Linked DNA regions of Mus musculus: regions 1, 3 and 4 are each linked to region 2. The links are chromatin contacts, called in public promoter capture Hi-C maps. All regions are on one chromosome and are shown on one strand. Each heading gives the region's core, a stretch centred on a gene start, on an enhancer-like site or on the middle of the called end of the contact. The rest is flanking DNA. Distances are from core to core; before and after follow the strand shown.

Region 1 (2,700 bases), core at 12-2,511, 740 kb after region 2:
ATGTAAATCCATGGTGGCCGTGAGGTTTCTACAGCTGCCAAATGGACTTACCAACTTCTCAGGCCACCTACTCCTTTATACAAGCTGAGTTTCCCCAAGTATGGAAAGCTTTCTGTTGGCAACTATGTGGGGGCGGGGATCACATAGCATTCATCTGAGGTTCCCTCTGGAGGTCTCTAGTCTTCCTTTCCCATGAAAGTTTCATGGAATTATCTTTAGAAAGTTTTTTTTTTTGAAAATTTTATACAATATATTTTAAATATTCTTATATTCTTTCCTCTTCTTCAAGACCTCCTAGGCCCCTTCTCTTCACCCCCAACTTCTTATTTTTTCTCTCTCATAAAAACCAAAACAAACAAAAGCATTTAAAAAAATCCGTGACGTTCTATTGTGTTGGCTGACTAGGACTGAACACGGGGCCTGCCTTGCCGTGTGTTTGAAATATCACTCTGTTAAGAAAACGGATTTTCCCTCTCCCAGAAGCTATCAGTTGCAAGTCGCTTCTTGGTTAGGGGTGAGACTTTGCGGCCATGTCTCTTCTCATTTTTGTGTCTGACTTGGGCTTGTGTGTGTTTTGAGAGTCCATATGAGCCCTGTTGTGCTTGCAAACTGTTTCCTCGAAGTCACCCACCATCTCTGACATCTCTTTGCAGCCTTTCCACCTCCTCTTCTACACAGAGCCCTGAATAGCACAATCTTCAGCTGGCTCCTCTCTTAACTCATGCTAAATCCCACCACCAAGCTTTTTGGCCCTATTCAGAATTTAGAGTTTTATTTTCAAACTTTGTACTTGCGTTCTAGTACGACATCAGATACTTAAAAAGAAATGTTGGTCGCTTTAAAAATCAGTATAATGTATGTACAGTATGGTGAGCTTCATTCATACGCTCGACCAAAAGATGTAGAGCATCTACTGCGTGCCAAGGTTGCTCCAATGTGTACTCAGGGGAAAGAAGGGCCCTTCCTTGGTGGAGCTTCAGTTTCAATGGTAGAGGCCTGACCTGGCAGGGGATGGCTGGATGGAGGAGTTTGGCTTCTCGACCTGGGGATGACACCCACCTGTTCGCCAGCCTCCCTCCCTCACCACAGGCCTGGGAATGCTGGAGTCTGGGGTTATGTGATGGTTCACATGCAGAGTCCCTTCCTTCCCTAGGAGACACAGCTGGTGGCCTGGGGTCCCCGGGGTGCCGCGGCTGGCACCGGCCCCGAGCCACTGTAGGGCAGTGGTTGGGGCCCGGCTCCTCCTCCCCTTCCTCCGCGGAGGCTGACGTGGAGGCAGCGGCGCGGGCAGCCGCGGGAGGCGGCGGCGCGGAGGCTCGGAGGTTCCTGGCCCTCTCCGGGCTGCGCGGGGCCGGGGTGGCGGCGGCGGCGGCGGCGACAGGAGCAGGAGGAGGAGAAGGGAGGCGGTTGTGCAGCCCGCCCGCGCACGCAGGAGGGGACATGGACGGCGATCGGACCGAGAGCGACTGGCAGGGGCTGGTGAGCGAGGTGAGGCCGGGGCTCCGGATCGGCCTCCTGAGCCGCTGCAGCAGGTCCCCAAGCCCTGTGAGCCCGGGTAGCAGGTGGCCGCGGCAGGACCTGCAGGTGCACGGTCCACCCCTCACGTTCGGGCCTGCGGGGGAGCCGCGGTCGCCCGCACCATCTGGTGCCAGGCTTTGGGGAGGGGCCTTTCGCTCGCCAGCGTTTGGCCTAGGATTGGAGAGACTGAGAAGCCCTGGGATCCGGGAGGGGAAAGAGCCAAGCCCCACCTGCCTGCCTAGTCACCACTGTTATGGAGGCAAGCGATTGGATGATTCCCGATGCTGAAAAGGTGACGCCTGAGGGACCATCCGGGCCCTTGGGTAACAACTGGGCAGGTGCAATGACTTGGAGCAGCGGTTTAAGTGAAAGAGTTTGGCATCCTTGCAATGGTTGGTTCATGCGTTCACTTACTCCACTCTCTGAGCTCCTGTTTCCCGCACCTACTATGTGCTGTGAGGTAGTGAAACCATTCATTTCTCAAAGGAAAATGAGACAGGTACAGAGGTGATGTGACCTGTGGATATAGACAACTCCACGCCCTCCCCTGTGAATGGGCCAGAAGGAAGCTTTCAGACTCTTAGGCTGCCTTCTCTCTGATCCACCCAGTTGGTTGGCTCGGGTCAGGCAGCTAGCTTCTCCAGGTGAGAGGGATCCTGATGTCTTCCTTCCCCTAGCAAGCTACCAATTCACCTCCCTCACCTGTATGGACGGCTCCTCCATTATCTAGCCACTTAACACCCAGTGTGTGTAGAGCAATGAACTCCACCACTTAGAGCCACTTAGTTTAGTTCCTTCAAACATTGGTCTAGCACTGGAAGGGGTTATGTCTCGGCCCACGGCCCAGCTCTATCTTCTCTGTCAGGTTATCTTCTCTATCAGGCTTTGTGTCAAGGAATATATCCACTGGGAATCTCATCTCTGGGCCCATCCAGAATCATCTATAGCAGTAAAAGATGATGAAGGTGGGGGTGGGTTCTCCATGGAAGTCCAGGAGTGGGTGCTGACTTAGAAGGTACGGTATTCTTGTTCAGGTAGATCTGTGTTGAGAATGGTCATTCCAAATCAAGCACACTACCTGGCCATGGGGATGCACGCCTGTGGTCCCAGCTCTTGGTAGAGGTAGAGGCAGGAGGATCAGGAGTCCAACCAAAGCCATCCTCTGCTGCATAGCGGGTTCAA
Region 2 (2,700 bases), core at 191-2,690:
CTGTGATTGGCCCAGAACTCATAGGCAACCTAAGAAACCAAAAATGAGCAAGAAAGTCCCAGCTCTTTGCTGATAGCCCCACTGTAGCCAGGTCCAGAAACTGACTCTGAGCTTTTCCTCGATCCTCCCCGCCCCACCTCCCACCCCCCACCGCGCCTGGCATTACTTGGACCACAGTAGTGACAACTCCTCAGGGAAAGGGTTGTGTTCCTTGGCTTCCAATCTATTAATAGTTCCCATCCACACACATCCACATCAGTGCCAAAGGGACAAACTTTTCAACATGGGTTAACTATCTCAGGACACCAGCCCTTGGCTCACAAGCAGTCTTCTCAGCAGCAGGACAGCCAAGCACTTCCTGGAACTACAGGGCAAGCCCGAGTTGCTTGCCCTGTCCACGAGTCTCATGTCACCTGCCAGTGGCTCCAGAACCCAGGTCTACTAACATCCAGTCTCACCTTGCCTCCCCAAAACCTAGGATGTGTCCTGATTTTCAAAAAAAAAAAAAAGCTGTTTGCGCACTTCAAGGGCCTCACCTCCTTTCATTTGGGGCTTGGGTACGATTGTACTGGCCTAATTAATTCATTTTCTCCTCGTCCAAGTGGAAGCCAGAGCTCAGGGATGCAAATCAAATACAAACCCGCTCTGGGCGCCAATACTCCAGACAATTAAAACAAAGAGCGCGGAGGCAGCAGCGGCCACACCGCACAAAACCCTGGGGAAACATCCAGAACGAGTCGCCAATCAGGCGGCAGGGTGGGGCACAGCCTGGGCTCTAAACCTGCAAGCAGGAAAGCAGCCCCAAGCCCTGCAGGTGACAGGTGGAGGTTAGCAGGGGTCAAAATCCATCCCTAAGGATTAGAAGCCAAGCGGCTGCGTGGCTCAACTCCAAGAAAGCACTCTCGGCCCCCGCCCTGCCGGAATGGCGCCCGGGCCACCACTACCCCTCCACCCCCAAGCCACCAAACAAACCTCACTGTCTAGTGCTGGGGCGCGAAGTGGGAATGAGAGGCAAGCAGCAGGGTGGGCACCCGCTAGAGATGCGGGAGAGAGAGATGGAGAAGGGAGGGAGTTGGGGAGAAAGGACGTGGAGGAAACGGAGAAAGTGGGTAGTAGAAGGGGTGGGGGGGGGGGATCGCGGACTGCAAGGGCGCGGAAGGGGCGGAGGAGGAAGCAAGAGAAAGGGATGGGGGGGGCGACCGAGAGCCCCGCGGACCCGGGGGCGAACAGCGGCCGGGGTGGGGGGCGGGACCACGAGGTCCCCACCTGTGTGGGCGCCTACGGCCAGGAGGGGTGGACGTCGTGGGTTCGGAGGGAACGACCAGGGAGGCGGGCTGGGCAGGGAGGCCGAGGGAGGGAGGGGACGGGACTGCGAGCGGGGAGGAGCCGGCGCTCGGTTGGGGCTGCGGGGGCGGCGGCGGGAGCGGCGGTGGCGGCGGTGGCGGCGGCGGGTCCGGTGGCAGCGGCAGGTGGCCCCGCGCGCGGCGGGCCGCCGGCCGGGGGCGGGAGGGAAGGTGGCGCCTCGGGCGGGGGCCGGTCCCTGCACCAGGTGACCTGTTCCGGCCGGGATCCGGGCGGCCTCGCCATGCAGTGGCGCGGCGCGGGGCTTTGGTGGCCACGGCGGCGACAGCAGCAGCAGCAGCAGCAGCCCCCGCCGCCCGCTTTCGGTCCCCCGGCCGCAGCCATGGTCCCCCCGAGCCGCGGTGTCTCCCCGGGCCTCGGCGGCCGCCCTACCAGCGCATTGCTCTTTCTCTGCTACCTGGTGAGCGCCGGACCCTATTAGGGTCCTTCCTTCTGCGCGGGCCCTGGGGACGGGGTGGGGGTGGCCTGGGACCCCAACCGCAGGAGGTGGGGACGTCGCCGCGAGTTTGTCTCTTTTCCTTGCCACTGCGTCCCGGGCGCTCCCAGCCCTTGGGATGAGTACCCGGGTGCGTGGACCGGACTTGCGGGCTACTCTCGCTGGAGTCATTCCTCTTCCTCATCGCCTTGCTGGAGACCAGGGCTAGGTTCCCCTAGAGTACCCTTCTTGTCCCCAGCGACGTTGGACCCTCCCTACCCTGCATTTGCTTCCCGCCCCTTGGATCGTGGCTCCCCAGCCCTGTCCCCACCTGTCCTAGGCTTTTCATTCACCTTCTTGAAGCTCCTTTGCTCCGTGTGCCCAACTTCTCCTTTTTCCTGCCCCCACCCCCCACCCCGACCCTCCTTTGAGTTTGCATCGGGTTCTTTCCGTCCAGACGGTTCTGTGCCACCGCACATCGCATTTCCAGAGGCTCTTTCTCAACTCCTTGGTCACTCCAGCCAAGTTGCGGGTGCCAGAATGAAATCTACTTCTTTGTACCACGCTTACCGCCAGAGTGGTGACTTTAGTTGCGTCTTGAACGCTGTCGTTTCAGAGCTGCGTTTGGCTTATGCACAGTTTGCAATTTGCACACTTCTTGCCTTCTGTTAGACTTACAAACTAGATGGCAGTCACCTATTTTAAATACCAGAGAAAATGAGACCCTCAGAGTAAGGTGAGGAGCTATTTCCCAGTTCTTTGGCTGACTTGCTCTCTCCCATTTGTTCCTGAGTTCTGAGCAATAGTAAATTTACAGAAGGCTACACCCTTGCTGCCCAGCCTACCTTATGTTCCAGGATCCTGCGGAAAGCTTAGGTTATCTCGCCGAATATTACTGTAAATAAATGAAAAGGAAAATGCTG
Region 3 (2,700 bases), core at 181-2,680, 600 kb before region 2:
TTCAGTACCTTGATAATATAGCCTAGGCTTGCCTGCTTAGGGATGGTACCACCCACAGTGGGCTCAGCCATCCTGTTTCAGTTAGGAATCACGAAAATGCCCCGTGCATATGTCCACAGAGGCAGCTTAGGAGATCAATTTCTCAATTAAGGTTTCCTCTTCTCAGGTGTTTTAAGTCAACAAACAAGATTAATCATCACATACCACACTCAGTAAAGATACACTTAAACAAAACTTTCAACCTACTTAACTGACATTTCTAAATTATAAAAAAAAAAAAGATGTTTACTAAGTACACAAAGGATGTTCAACAAGAGAAAACAAATTACGAATCTTAAAAATAAAAAAATACTCCAACAAAATTTAAAGAATTAACATAATATAAATTTTATCCATCCTGGAGTTAAACTTGAAATCAACAAAAGGAAGAAACTGGAAAGATCTCCCCAAATTTGAAAACTAAACAATACATTTTCTGGACAATCCATGGGATAAAGATAAAGTCACAGAATATACATATTGGCATTATCCATAATCTCTAAACAACCTAAATATCCACCAGGTAAGTACTAACTAGAGAAACTAATGGGAACAGAAGTACTAAAATACCAAGTTTGGATGGATCTCAAAATCCTAACGGGGACAGAAGCATCCACAAAAGTTTTGGTACTGTAGGATTCCATTCACACTACATTCTCATACAGTAAAGCTCTACTGGTTATTCTGTCTACTCGCAGGGCCGAGTCTGTTTAAATGAATTCAATAAACGCTAGGTGGGCACATTAAAAAAAAAATCACTGTAGGGAGAGCAAAGTGCAACAAAGTGACACATTAGAATAAAGCACATGGGATCCCAATCCATCCACGAGAAAGTAAAAAAGAAGGAAGGCATGCTGCTCGTGAGTCCAACATCTAAAAAATAAAAAATAGGTCCCTTAAACGACTACAAGAATAAACGGGAGAAGCCTTGGCCATTCTCTGGCCTGAAGAAGGGCGTGATGAGCCCCACCCATCTTTAAAAAAATACAATTGCCTCACTCCTGGGTCTGAGCAAACAAGGTGCAAGGCTCAGGGAGGGGTTTAAAACAGCAGAAAGGGGTGGAGAGAGCAAAAAGCTCTGGCCTGGGTGAAGGCAGTGTAGCAGGCAGGTCATCCTGCGGCCTGCCGGTCTCCATAGCTTCCCATCAGCCCCGCTTACCCAGGCCTGCCGTTCCAGCTGAGCATACAAATTGGAGCCCTTGAGTTTCTGGACGATCTGGGCAATGATGAGGGACAGGTCCGACTCCTCCTGCAACATTTCCCCTGCCCTAACCCGCCAGCCGCGGGGACGGCCGCCGGCAAGGAAAGAATGCGCTGCAGGGTCCCACTCCTGGCCGCTGACACTTCTCCCGGACCTTTTTTCGGCGGGACTCCTCCAGCGGGCGTTGCCAGGCAACTGCTGGGCCGTGCGTCCGTCCCTCTCTGGTCCCCTCCGCATCTGAAAGACCTCGCACATGCGTTCCGAGGGCGGAAAGAGACCAGGGCCGGGAAGTAGATTTCATTGTTCCTACCCAGTCTGATCGAAAACACAGAACAAAAGCTTGTTCTTCCGCAGCCACAAAGTTTCAGATGTGCAAAAAAGAACCGAGAACGAGGTGGTGTGTGTGTGTGTGTGTGTGTGTGTGTGTGTGTGTGTGTGTGTGTGTTGAAATTTACTATATAGACTCTGTATTATAGAGATTCTTAACTCTTCCACCAGTCAATCTCTGCAGAACACGCCTGTGAACACAATTGCTGCTGGTTACACCCCAAAATTATGGGCTCTGATACTAGCTGTTGCACTTAAGCGATGTATTTAAATTGCAGAATTCAATTTACACCAATTGGCAGGATGTTTTGATAGTTGGCTGAGGTAAGAAGCAATTCATGAAGTTGCACGCTTGTTTCCTTTGCGACTGTTTCTATTCTCTAGGCTTTATACAGCAGTGGTTCTCAATCTTCCTAATGCAGCCACACTTTAATACAGTTCCTCATGTTGTGGTGAACCCTAATCATAATTTTTTTGCAGCTTCTTCATAACTGTAATGTTGCTATTGTTATGAAACACATATAAATATATGTGTTTTTCAATGGTCTTTTTTTAAAGGAAGTCTTTTTTAAGAGTTTATTTATTTAATGTATATGAGTACACTGTCATATGGTTATAGATGGTTTTGAGTCACCATGTGGTTGCTGGGAATTGAACTCAGGACCTCTGGAAGAGCAGTTAGTGCTCTTGACCACTGAGCCATCTCTCCAGCCCTTTTTCAATGGTCTTAAGCAAGTCCTGTGAAAGGGTGGTTCTTGGGAACTGCTGTTCTAGAATCTACAATCATATCCTGGTATTAGTCTCCTTTCACATACAAATTAACCAACAACAATTACTAATACTTTTTTTTTTAGTATTCTTAATTTTAAAATGACTAAGATCCTGACTGTCCTTGTCTTTAAGAAATCTACCATCTAGATTTCTATGCATTCATTCCATCTTTTAGACATGGTCCAACTTTCAGTTTATCGAGCATTTACATACAAGGAACTGTGTGAGCACAAATATTTAATAAAATACAGTTTGTGTCCTCAAGGAAATATATGAAACATAGTTATAATTAGAAGTAACTGATTTAACTAATTGAACGTTAATCCAAAGGCCAATAGTAGGTCAGCAAACGCCCTAAGGTG
Region 4 (2,700 bases), core at 144-2,643, 890 kb before region 2:
GTGTGTTAGCTGAAGCCATTTCTGTAGTGCGTCAGGGACAGACCAGCTGCTTCTCAGTTCAAACTCCTTTTCGGCCTTTTTTAGAGCCATGCGGACCTGGAAGGATGAGAGAAAGAAAACACAAAAGGAAGAAGAGACTGAAATAAACATTGGTGCCAAAACAAAACAACAACAACAACAAACAATTCAATTATGGACTTTACAAAACCCTTTTAAAGTCCCTAAATCTAAATGATTTATTTCAAAACTAGTGCTGCCTTGAAGTACATCATTAGATTACTGAGCAAAGCTGAACCTACAGATTAGTGAAGGGGCACATGAGCCCACACACACATAAACTGTGGAAATGGTTTTTTATTTTATAGCTGTCAAGCTAAGACAAATCAGACACAAAAGAAAACAAATTAGGAAATATATAAATTACTGATGACACTTTCCGCACAGCGCATTTTTTGGTTCCCTAGGATATGAAGCAATACCCACATAAACCAAGCGGACTTTCAAGGTCTCCTTCCTGATGCCCTGTCTGTTCTTTCCTGCGCGTCTCCCACTACAGCCTGTTCCACCCTGTCTAGATCACCCACTGCTCCTGTAAGCAAACAGACACTAAGTGTGAAAAAACTATGTGCAAATTTTAAGAAAGTCAATTCTGGCCAAGAATATATTTGATTTTCCCTGTGAGAAACTATGCATTGCTTTCCCTGTAAGGATGAAGTATTTTTCCCACATACTATTTAAGGGCCAGCCAATTAAATAAAGGAAATAAGGTGCTGATGTGTTAAGTGTGATAAATGCTAAGGAAAAAAAAATATATGAAGCGAAGCCCCAGTAAGAAAGTGACAAAGAAGGAAGAGAGACTCAGTTCTTGGAAGAGCTTACTTACAATCTGGGCAGGATGGTGGGACTGGCATGCATAATGAAAACCTCCCCACCAGGCCACGGGGGCACGGTGGACACTGATCCTGGTGCCCGGCCCATGACTACGCCCACAAAGCTAACTGAGCTAACTGAAACTCCCTCCATTTCTAAACTAAAGTGCAGAGGGATGTTTGATCTGAACAAATCCAATTGATTTAAATAAACCTTTCTGTTTGCCAGAGTAAACTAAGAATAGGACTACACAAACTTTTGATCAAGAAATAGAACAGCTGTTGGGCAGTGTAGAAAAATATTTTAAAACTCCAAAGTTAAAAAGAAATCACAACAGGACACATAGTGTATAAACAAAAAACAAAACAAAACAAAACAAAACAAAACAAAACAAAAAAAAAAGGGTTGCAACTTGAGACATTTTAAAAAAAAGGCTTTTTCAATAGAAGCAACTTCTTAGGTGACACTCACCTAGTGTGATTCATTGTGTAATGTACATGGGACAATGTGGTGTCCTTGCTGATATCTCTTGAAGAAAGAGTGTGAAACCAGGCCCTGTGACACACAGCCCTACAGAACACCACAAGCAGACTACAGCAAGCCTTTTCTCTCCCAAGACTTTGAAACTAAAAATTCAGTGTGATTTAAATGTTCAGGATACTACATATACACAGAATCTCAACACATTTCACTCATGCTACTCTCTACAACCCTAAACATTTTCCATCAAATTCTCTTAAAATAGTTAGATTATTTTGCACAGAAACTTTGTATTGGGGCATAAACTGAGGCTGAGCAATGCTTAAATTAACTATTAAATAATGTGAAATTTATGTTCATCCCATACTAGCAACTGTTCAGCAGCTGTTATTTATAACTTTGTTATTTGATCGAAATCTTAACTCTGTTTGAATTATGTTGTTATCCATGAGAATGGTCAAAGTCTAATTAGTTAATAGCATTTACAAATGAATTTAAGGTTTAAAAACTATATCCCTCTGGAACATTGAAAACAACAGTAGAAACATGTCAGAAAGAAACAGCCCACATACCTCAAACCTAGCTTCCAGACCTGGTTTGACGGATTTGATTGGCTGGAAGCCCATGAAGCTTCCAGTAAAATTCATACTTTTGAAGATCACTGCCTGAGACTTATATTAATAATATAACAATTTTAGGAGCAAAACCATTGATATAAAAATATAAAGTGATGTTAGTTACCCAAAAGTCTTCATTTAAAGAAAATAATACCATATTGATCATTTTTGAAGTTATCTCCACTGGGGGGGGTATATTTCAACTATATGCAATGTAGGGTACTGTATAGATAACGTAAGTTAATTTCCCAGGTTAATCACTTACTTCCTCAGTAAATGATGCTTTGAACAGCAGTAGAGGAAATCGAAGATTTGAAATTAAACACACAAAAGCTTGCCTCTGTTGAATAACAGTGTGTAACGCACAGAAGTGGTTATGTCTCTTAGCATTCTATAAGGGGTAGTGCTCAGAGCAGGTCCCCTAGTGCAGACACAAGGGTTTCTGCACACTGACTACTCAAGGTGGCGTTTCTTACCAATACAATCATGTTGGGCTGAGTTCTTCCTAAAGACCCACTGTTCTCCTGTAAGCCACCCTTGACTGCCTCGGGATGACATGAGGATTGTGTTTATACTGGCACAACCGGAACATCACATTCCGGTGACCCTAGGGTCTACAAAGGCATGCAAAGCACTCTATGGCAGAACCAGAGATAAAAGGAGAGGCAGTCACCTGTCAACCCTGTTCTTACGGCAGTTAAGGTTCGCTCAGGGAAGGACAGACAAGCCCATG

The links. Promoter capture Hi-C pulls out the DNA fragments that hold promoters and counts their contacts. Capture Hi-C pulls out chosen DNA fragments and counts their contacts.
Region 1: a contact with region 2 is called in a promoter capture Hi-C map of hippocampal neurons, with 4 times the contacts expected there. The contact joins the promoter of Ccdc149 here to the promoter of Sel1l3 in region 2. A contact is called at or near these places in 2 of 39 promoter capture datasets (hippocampal neurons and liver).
Region 3: a promoter capture Hi-C map of adipose tissue shows a contact between it and region 2, with 2.5 times the contacts expected there. The contact joins the promoter of Tbc1d19 here to the promoter of Sel1l3 in region 2. A contact is called at or near these places in 1 of 39 promoter capture datasets (neutrophils), 1 of 484 Hi-C or Micro-C datasets (embryonic stem cells), 1 of 115 datasets of contacts at active chromatin or transcription factors (bone marrow-derived macrophages) and 2 of 9 other capture datasets (adipose tissue and liver).
Region 4: a contact with region 2 is called in a promoter capture Hi-C map of liver, with 2.1 times the contacts expected there. The contact joins the enhancer-like site here to the promoter of Sel1l3 in region 2. A contact is called at or near these places in 7 of 39 promoter capture datasets (the C10 cell line, embryonic stem cells, liver and 1 more) and 1 of 9 other capture datasets (embryonic stem cells).

Annotation. Positions count from the first base shown.
Region 1 is chr5:52,470,139-52,472,838 of GRCm38.p6, reverse strand. Ccdc149 (coiled-coil domain containing 149) reads left to right here and starts at 1,261. Exons shown (of 13, transcript NM_001379231.1): 1 at 1,261-1,488. The coding sequence starts at 1,441.
Region 2 is chr5:53,212,192-53,214,891 of GRCm38.p6, reverse strand. Sel1l3 (sel-1 suppressor of lin-12-like 3 (C. elegans)) reads left to right here and starts at 1,440. Exons shown (of 24, transcript NM_172710.3): 1 at 1,440-1,762. The coding sequence starts at 1,586.
Region 3 is chr5:53,808,357-53,811,056 of GRCm38.p6, reverse strand. Tbc1d19 (TBC1 domain family, member 19) reads right to left here and starts at 1,430. Exons shown (of 21, transcript NM_144517.4): 1 at 1,199-1,430. The coding sequence starts at 1,297.
Region 4 is chr5:54,107,099-54,109,798 of GRCm38.p6, reverse strand. It overlaps Stim2 (stromal interaction molecule 2), which reads right to left. Exons shown (of 12, transcript NM_001081103.2): 8 at 1-96. Among named protein-coding and RNA genes, the nearest start is that of Stim2, 110 kb to the right of the region's middle. Within about 2 kb of position 1,393, at least 8 of the 459 cell types and tissues checked have an H3K27ac peak or open chromatin away from gene starts, as enhancers often do. A contact at or near this core is called in liver, where this site is marked.